Regions from separate parts of the Pan troglodytes genome. Here region 2 is linked to region 1. The links are chromatin contacts, called in public HiChIP or PLAC-seq maps. All regions are on one chromosome and are shown on one strand. Each heading gives the region's core, a stretch centred on a gene start, on an enhancer-like site or on the middle of the called end of the contact. The rest is flanking DNA. Distances are from core to core; before and after follow the strand shown. Region 1 holds the start of ZNF496 (zinc finger protein 496). Region 2 holds the start of ZNF669 (zinc finger protein 669).

Region 1 (4,610 bases), core at 1,491-3,990:
ATCTGATACAACCCCACTTCATCCAGAGGCGAACACCTTCCCCACGGGCTCCTGTGCCCCCACCCAGCTCTATACCATCCCTCTCCTCTCATTCCCCAGCCCACCTTGCTTTGCATCGCTCCCCCTTAGGGCCTTTGCTGTCAAGGTGGTCTCCATGTGTCAAACGGGGATTCTGACCAACTACTTCATCTCAAATACCACCTTCACAGTAAGGCCTGCCTGCCCTCCTCTTTAATACCATGACCGTTACCAGCCCCTCCCCAGCACTCCTGACTTCCTGATGCCTCTCCACTTTCCTTTTTTTCTGTAGCACAGATCAAAGAGAGCAGGTCATGTTACTGATTTTGCTTCCTCCAATAGCCAGTTGTGTTCACAGATGTACCTGAGCACCTGGAAGGCTGGCTGCCTAGCACTCATGAATGTACAGTAGGTACTCGGTATAGGTTTGCTGAATGACTGAATCTTTGATCCTGCACAACCATCCAATGAGGTAGACAGCATCATCCCTGTTTTCTGGGTGAGGAAACTGAGGTACAGAAAGGTTATGTAGGCCTGAGGTCACCTGGCTAGGAATTCATGGGGCAGTATTTAATCCGGGTGCCTGAGTCCAGAACCTTGACTCTGAAGCCCTGTTTTGAGCTAAATGCAGCAGCAGCATAAACAGCCCGTTTTGTGCCTCAAAAGGTGAACAGTGGGAGGCACAGCTGGGCAGGGACGTGTCAGGTCAGGGGAAGAAACTGAATTGGGTAGTGGGGATTAACTGGATGCTGTCTGCCAGCAATTTCTGCCTCCTGCATTTTATCTGCTTTAGGGTTGCAAGGGGCAGAGCTATGAACACGGATGCCCACTCAACAGCCAGTTCCTGGGCCAATCAAAGGGTTGGGAGCTGTAGCACCAGAGCTCTGGAACCCCACAGACTAGGATGTTTGCCAGAGCACCTAAGCCCTACCAGCCTTTGATGACCCCTCGGTTCCTCCCAATTCCTCTCCTCCATGTCACGGTTCCTGGCTGGTGTTCCTGAGAGTGGGCTGTACATGAGTTCTGTAAATGCCAGTCCAGTTACGTCAAAGGGGGTGGCTCTCACTTGTACCTGTAGGCTCCAGCTAAGATCTGCGTGGCCCTGCCCGGCATCTGGCTGTCATCCGGGAAACAATCACTGTTCACAAACAAGGGCTTCACTCCTTCGCTCGCTCCATCTCCTGCTAAAGTCAGAATGTGAACACCGACAAACAGCGGCTCCCAGTAACTCTGCTAGTCAGAAGTGATTATTTCAGCAGTTCAGAGGAGGAAGTGGCGGTGCCCAGGGCCACGGGATTAGAAGAGCAACGGAGCTAAAGGATCCCGTGCCTCAGTCCAACCACCTTGTTCCCACTTACTCAGCCGGGCCACTTTCTTTGGAGAAACTGATTTCCTTCTGCTTGCCCTTGAAAGGGGATCCGAAGGAAATCGGAGCTACCGGCAGTAGCTACCCTCCGGAAGACGGAGAATCTTCTCCACCTTCTCCTCTAAGTAGGAGAATCCAATTTCGGTGCAGAGCAGATGGAGAAGGGGCCATGGGAATCAGACCTGCTCAGGGACCGGGTTCGCACTTTCTCTCAAGCTCTGGAGCCTGAAAAATGAGCATTCCCCGGGGACGACCCATGTAAGAATTTGGGCTATATTCAGCATAGTGCAGCGGCCAGCAGCCCTGTCTCGGGGTGGGGTCCGGAGGCCCTCATTTCTGCTTGCCCCTCACTGCCACATAACCTTGGGTCAGAGTCCCTCATCCTCTCCCTCCGCCACTGTGCACAGCGGCAACCGTGTTCACTTCAGCGAGCAACGAGCCCCGTGACCCCCACTCAGGGTCAGGACTCACCGCAGCCCCTCTGCGCAAGCCCCGAGGCTCTGCGTGGCCTCCGGATGCGCGGCCTTTCCTAACCCGGGGACTGCGCACGTGGGCGCCAGGCCCGGAAGGCGCGGATGTGAGCGCTACCTTCGGCGTCCCGCAGCGGCAGGAGGGGCTGGGCGGCCCGGCCTTCGGCTGGCGGCGTGGGGGGGGTCGCAGGGGAGTCTGAAATGAGGCGGCCGACGGCGCGCGGGGCCTCCTCTCTCCGCTCCATCCCCAGCCGCGACTCCCGGTCGGCCGTTCCGGGCGTCCACTGGCCGCGTGTCCTGGGGGCGCCAGAGAAGGAGAACAGCGGAGAAAAGAGCCCCGGGCCCACCTTCCGGACCGGCGGGCCCGCGGGGAGGCCCGGGCGCGGCGACGTGGCTGACCCACAAAGCCCCCGGCCCGGCGGCCAGGCCCAGGCGCGCGCGGAGCGGGGCGGGCCGGGGGTGTCGGATGTCACCCCCAGCGCACACCTCGGCCGGGGGGCGGGGGAGCGAACCACTGAGATGCGGAGACCTCCCCAGTCCTAGAGCGGAGCAGGAAGTGTCCCAGGGGAGGGAGCCGGAGGGCTCCGGCCTTTCCTTTCCTCGGCGTCCGGCGGGCTCCCGCGGCGGCCAGGCCTGCGCCGCCCGCCAACAGGGACGCGCCGCGGCGGTGAGTGCACCCCGGCTCCCGCGGCCGGCCCCGCCCCGCCCTCCTCGGCCCGCGCCCGGCCTCCGCGGCGCCGCCTCCCGGCCCAGAGCCCAGCGCTCAGGAAGGTGCGGGCGGGGGAGAAAGCAACACCATTGTTTTTCAGGCGCCTCCATTTGCCCCCGAGCCGAGCCGTGGCTTTCCGGATGATCGGGAGACGCGGTCTGGACGGGCCGGGAAAGGAGCCGGGCGCCTGCGGAGACCCCGCCTCAGCGAGTACGCCCGGCCGGGCGGGCTGGGAGGATGAGGACGGCTGCCCTGGACTTCCGCCGCCACAGGAGGGTTTTCGGCCGGACGCCGGGAGGGAGCTCCAGGCTGTGAGGTGAGGAGCCCGGAGCCGGCGAGACGGGAGACGCGCGTGTGAGGGAGACCGAGGGCGCGGAGGGCGGGCTCCCCCTTCCCTGGCCCACAGCGACCTTCTCCTTCCCTTTCTGCCGATCCAGCTCGGTCCCTCCTCCGCGAAAGGCTGGGAGCTCGCTCCGCCCCTGCGGGGCCCTCCTCCGCCTCACTCACGTTAGTTCATTCATCAGGCATCTCCTCCGAGCCTCCCACGCGCCAGGTGCCGCCGTGACAAAGACGGACGCGGCCGTCTGGTTGGAGACGATCCGAGTGGCAGCCCGGGTGGGCGCCGGTGCTCCGGGGGGGCGGACCTGAGTAGTCCTGGGCGCTGCAGGTGTGTGATGGGCGCCGCAGGGGGCCGCCGAGCAGGGCGGGCGGGGCCCACCCCGGGCTCCAGATGCCGGAGCCGCCCTGGAAGCGATCCGGTGGTGGGGAGCGCTGTAATGCGTCCAGCCCGACGCCTCCACGGCCCCCATATGGGTTTCTGTGTATGTTGTTACTTTGGAAAGCAAAGAGATTCAGAGCAGTGGGTGTTTCTGGAACCACTCAGTTGTTTCGTAGCTTTTCTGGCATCACTTGTCTTTCTGTGAAATGGGAGTGAGGCCCGAGTCCCCCTTCCCACCTTGTGAGCTGTTGGAGGTTAAGACGCGGCCACGCTGGACAACCTCGTGCAGATGGGGGAGTGGCAGGCACTGCCGGTCCTAAGGATCACAGAGACCTGATGGCAGAGAAGGGGACTGTGAGTGTCCCCATGTGCCCTTTCACGGGCCCAGCGTTCTAAAGTGGGAATCATGAACACCAGCCAGGTATACTGGTTGCTGGTCTCTTTTGCCACCCTAGTTGTGGCAAAAGTGTCGGCTAGTTGTCTGCACACCAGCGGGGAGGTGTAGGGACCCCTGAGTCCCACCTTGGGGGTGTGGCAGCTGCAGTGTCCAGGGGTTCTTTGAGGGCTGAGCTGTGCAGTGACGGACCCACTTTTCTGTCCTGGCCGAGGAAGGGCTTTGGCGGGTGTGCAGTTGCCTTCAATGTGGTTTGAAGAGGGCAAGGATAGAGAATAGGGTGGAGGCGAGGTTGAAGGTCAGGGCAGAATTGGCAGAAGGCTCATAGGAAACCACTGATACTTCTAGATGCGGTGTTATTTGTCCCTGGGAGACTGCATGTAGCTGTCTTACGTGATGTTTTCCCTTGCCTCCCATTGCAGACTCTGCTGGGCAAAGCTGATTCTGGCTGGGTTGTCCATCCAGCACGCAGCACCATCGGCCCTCTGCCACCAGAAGGGTGGATTTTCCATTCCTGGATGTGCTTGAAGGCTCATCCGATGCATGTCTTTGTCATTCCAGCTCCATTTGTAAAGGTCTTAATAACAGGAACAGTGACTTCGGCTCCGGAGCTTCAAGATAGTGGCCTGCTTGGCCTGCCCATCTCGGATCTCTCCAGGAGGACCCAGCCACTCAAGGTACCAGAGCGTCTTGATTACATCTGCATGTGGCGCTGTTGGTTTCCTGGGATGCTCAAAACAGCAGTGTCACGTTGAAATGCCACCACTTTCTCCCAGATTTCCTGTCTTGTTCATCCAGTCATCCACATGTAATGGTACTGATGGGGGGAGGGCATCTTTCTGTCTGTTTCATCCTGTGTGTAAAGACCAGCCACACCAACACTCCCTACCTTTCCCAGGGCTTCTCCAAAGGGCTGGTCTCTGAGGGCATTGACA
Region 2 (4,610 bases), core at 1,259-3,758, 220 kb after region 1:
CTGGTGAATGGATGACGGGATTGTCCCCGTGCCATAATTTGTATTTGGACCGGCTCGCAGCATTCCTCTACCACAATTAACAGGTGGTAGAGGATCATTCCCTGATCGTAATTGGCTGTTAGGCGAGCCTGAAGCTTCCCTTCGCCATAGTTATTGGCGGGGCCTGCAACAATGGGAGCGGCAAGCCGCGTCTCAGGCTCCAGTTCCAAAAATTCGTAGGGCTGAGCCGGGGGTGGCCATTCCAGACCTTCCCCTAAAGGCGAAGTAGGTGGCACTGTTTCTTTTATAAGTTTTTGGAGATTAGCATATATACCTTCCCGTTTCTCGCCCTTTTTAAAACTAGACTGTGATGGTTGACTTTGCTGATAATTAGACTCCTGATTATTAAAGTTTTCTATGTCATCCTGAAACTCCTCCTCCTCCTCCTCAGTGTGGAAGGGCTCCAGTGCTGTTTTAATTGCAGACCACGCAGACCAAGCAAGAAGGGAATATCGTGGCCCTCTTGTTGTGCTCGTTTTAAGTCTGATCCGACCTTGTCCCAGTCTTTTACATTCATGGTTCCATATTCCGGGAACCAAAGAGAATACTTTTTTACCAGATAGAACAAAGATGGGAGATTTTGGGTACTCACAATTACCCCTCCGCGGCGCAGTAACTGCCGGACAAGGCTTCAGTAATTAGCAAACTTACTCTCAGCCTGACCCGTATTTTCCGGAGGTTACCCTGGAGTTTTCCGAGCGCCCTACTTACCTGTAGAGCTTGAAGTGAAAACGTACTCGGGCGTCCTTTGTCGGTCATCCTCCACTTTCCACTCTCTGGCATTCCTGCACTGGATTATTTGTAGAGATTACGGGGAGCCCGGCGTTGAGCACCAGAGACCAGCCTGGGCAACCGAGGGAGACCCCATTTCTACCAATATATATATATATATATATATATATATATATATATATATATATATATTAGGCAGGCGTGGTGTCCAGTGCCTGTAATCCCAGCTACTCCATGAGAGATCGGACAAAACCTGGGACCAGAGACTGATTTTCTTCTAAAATGCTTTCTCCAAAATATTTTTAAAAGAAAAGGGGGAAATTGGAAAGGAAAATGTTTTGAGCCCCCCAGATCACTAAGCTAAAGGGGAAAGTCAATCTGGGAACTGCTTAGGGCAAACCTGCCTCCCATTCTATTCAGAGTCATCCCCTGCTCACTGAGATGAATGCATATCTTATTGCCTCCTTTGGAAAGGCTAATCAGAAACTCAAAAGAATGCAACCGTTTGTCTCTCACCTACCTGTGACCTGGAAGCCCCCTCCTGGCTTCGAGTTGACCCGCTTTTGCTTCAGGTTGTCCCGGATCAAACCAGTGTTCATCTTACATATGTTGATTGATGTCTCCTGTTTCCCTAAAATGTATAAAGCTGTCACATACAGTCAGTTTCTCTTCCAAGGTTTGGCATGTTAACGTTCTTGTTTTTTTGTTTTCGAACTCAACTTTCTTGTTCTCCATGCCTCCTTGCCCTTAGTTACTGTAAACAACCTTCCCGTCAGTTCTAATCAATAACTCACATCTGTTCCCTTGGTTACCTGCTCTGCACCCATTTCTCCCTTGGAAACCGCACGTCCCACCATTGTAACTCACATCCCCCTTCCCCCTTCCTTATTTGGGAAAATATTCACAAATAGCCAACCGGGTCAGTTTAGATCGTGCGGTCTGACCCCAGCCCATGCCAGAGGTAAGGACTGCGTTAGGAATAAAAACCCCTGCTTTCCTCTGTTCAGTGTGCTCTTGCGATCGTGATTGATGCGAGCAGCAGCACGCTTCTGCAGAAGTAAATTGCGTTGCTGAGAAAACTTTCGCTTGAGTGCTGGTTTCACTTTGCGGCACCGAGCATTTCTCTCCAACAAAACCAAGCTGTGCTCTGACCACCTTGGGCACATGTCATCAGGACATCCTGAGGCTGTGTCATGCACATGCATCCCCAACCTTGGCAAAATAAACTTTCTAAATACTCTTATCCCCAAATGCTCAGGGAGACTGATTTGAATAATCATAAAACTCCAAGCCTGCACTCCAGCCTGGGAGACAGAGCAAGATTCTGTTTCAAAAAAATAAAATAAAATAAAAAAACTCCGGTCTCCCGCACAGCGGACACTGCGTGAATTACTCTTTCTCTATTGCTATTCCCTTGTCTTGAGAAATCGGCTCTGTCTAGGTAGCGGGCAAGGTGAACTCCCTGGGCAGTTACAGAACTGTCATTATATTGCTTCCAATTTTATATATATATATATAAAAGGCACAAATAGCTATAACTTGTATACAGGTTAAATGTGAATGTCCTTCTTGCATGGTCGGATCCCAGCGCAGGAAGGACGCACCGCCTACAAACCGCTAGGCCAAAAGCGGTCATTCTGACCTCATCCAGCCTCACGTGAGATCGCAATCTCCTGTCACTCAGGGCCTGAGGGGGCGGGGCCTGAAGCCCCATCCAATCAGGGGCGCCGCCGGAAAGGAGAGGGCGGCTTCCGGGATCTGCCTGGCGGGTTCTTTGTCTCTCCTTCGCCGGAGACGGCTCTTCCTGTTAGTCTCCGCTGCTCGTTCTTGGCTCTGGGAGGCCCAGGTGGCTCTGCAGCAGCCTCTGCCACCCTGTGACCTGCGAGTATTGGGACATCCCTAGCTGACGCCAGGACACGCGGGAAGCCGAGGAATGGTGAGTGGACTGCGCCTGGCTTCCCGAAGTGGAGAAGAGGGCTGGTTGAAACCTGCTGTGGCGCGACTCGGGCCTCCACGCCATCGGCTCCGGAACCTGCGGACCGAGTCGCCGCGGCGTAGCCGGGGCTCAGTCCTCTTCTGTTCAGGGCCGGGCCGGGCGGGGCGGGCAGCGGAACCCCTGCATCCTGTCTGTACCTGCGGGCGCCACTTCCGCCGGCCGGAGCCCTGTCGGGAACCCCGCGCCTCCCCGACCCAGGTAGTGTGGTGACCACGGGAGGGTGATGCGGGAGAGCCCCGACTCGGTGTCTCGGTGTGCGGGGTTCCAGCATGGGAGGAGCTGTGGTTCGTGGGGCTTCCAGTCCCACCTTTCTTCCCCTAAAATTAACCCGAGGCTTTGTTAAAACGTTAAACGGTGTGTTTGAGCAAACGGCGATTCATAAACCAGGTACCGCAGTCATGGTTTGTGGTTTGGGGTCCACAGAAGGGGCGTAAATGAGAGGCTTTGATAAGGTTAATGAGGAAGCAAACCATATTCTTTTTTTTTTTTTTTTTTTTTTTTTTTGAGACGGAATCTCGCCCTGTCGCTAGGCTGGAGTGCAATGATGCAGTCTCACTCGTTGCAACCTCTGACTCCCGGGTTCAAGCGATTCTCCTGCCTCAGCCTCCCGAGTAGTTGGGATTACAGGCGCCCGCCACCACGCCCAGCTAATTTTTGTATTTTTAGTAGAGACAGGGTTTCGCCATGTTGGCTAGGTTGGTCTCGAACTGCTGACCTTAAGTGATCCGCCCGTCTCGGCCTCCTAAAGCGCTGAGATTACAGGCGTGAGCCACTGCGCTCGGCCAAAATGCTTTTCTGTTTACAAACATTTTACATGAGAGGAAAGCGGAGAATAAACCATCTGACACTCTACTGTAAAAAAATCTTTGTGCCTCTCTTCATCTTTCCTAAGTGTGCATATTACCAAAATGTCTTTAGGTTGATGTCCCCCTGTGAAAACTTTACAGGGTGTTGTGTCCTCAGCCCTTGGTCTGCTTGCTCATCTCTCTGCTAATACTGTGCTGTCCTGAATATTTTTGGTTGAAAATCTTAAAAGTATGTTAGGCAAGACATAACTCTTTTTTTAGATGACTAAAAATCATTAGACATTTGTCATTTTTACTAGGTATGAAAAAGTAGTTTTTCTTGCCTAAAAAAGCCTGATTTGGGAATTTGTGTGATTTCACAGGAATAGCATCTGGAAGTGGTGACATTAATGTCATTTTAAAAAACATGTGCCATATTTCCTCTTATTCCATTCTGCCTTGACATTGTGCAATAGAAATTTAAAAATTGTATTAGTATTGTTAAATATCAATTATTGGTTTTATTTACTACTCAATTAAATTTAATAAGCCTATTCTCTCTTGGTGTAATCACATGGAATGGGCTCAACTCCCCAATTAACAAGTGACAGCACATATAAAATTTTGTCCACCAGGGAAACTCATTAAACACTTAGTGTTCAGACTGTGTTTTGGTGTCTGGTTCCCTAAGCACCACTGCAGTGACACAAAATAATAGACCTTTAGCAGAAAAAGTTTTGGCAAATATATTGCATAAACCATTTAGATGCAGTGAGTCATTCTTATTACTTAGGTTGGTGGAATCCCTTTCAAAATGTAAGTTACTAATACAAACAAAGATTGAACTTTGTGAGCGGGCATTTTTAAGAATAAGTAGTCTTAGGACTGATATTATTAACTCACTTATGCACTTCAGGTAGGACTTTATTATGGCAGATACTAGAAATGTACGAAGTGAAATTAAGAGGTAACCTAGCAGCACATCTTACTCCCTGGATTCTCTAATGAGATGGGTATTTCCACTTTGCTGTTGCCTTTTTGAATAGTTCAATTCTAGC

The links. HiChIP or PLAC-seq counts read pairs in DNA pulled down with a chosen protein or histone mark.
Region 2: an H3K4me3 HiChIP or PLAC-seq map of stem cell-derived excitatory neurons shows a contact between it and region 1, with 4 times the contacts expected there. The contact joins the promoter of ZNF669 here to the promoter of ZNF496 in region 1. A contact is called at or near these places in 1 of 7 Hi-C or Micro-C datasets (stem cell-derived neural progenitor cells) and 1 of 1 datasets of contacts at active chromatin or transcription factors (stem cell-derived excitatory neurons).

What each region holds. Positions count from the first base shown.
Region 1 is chr1:1,780,935-1,785,544 of NHGRI_mPanTro3-v2.0_pri, forward strand. It overlaps ZNF496 (zinc finger protein 496), which reads left to right and starts at 2,741. Exons shown (of 10, transcript XM_016942245.4): 1 at 2,741-2,879; 2 at 4,237-4,352.
Region 2 is chr1:2,004,258-2,008,867 of NHGRI_mPanTro3-v2.0_pri, forward strand. It overlaps ZNF669 (zinc finger protein 669), which reads left to right and starts at 2,509. Exons shown (of 4, transcript XM_514322.9): 1 at 2,509-2,965. The coding sequence starts at 2,705. LOC134809846 (endogenous retrovirus group K member 19 Env polyprotein-like) reads right to left here and starts at 1,362. Exons shown (of 3, transcript XM_063809299.1): 1 at 1,292-1,362; 2 at 751-829. The coding sequence starts at 822.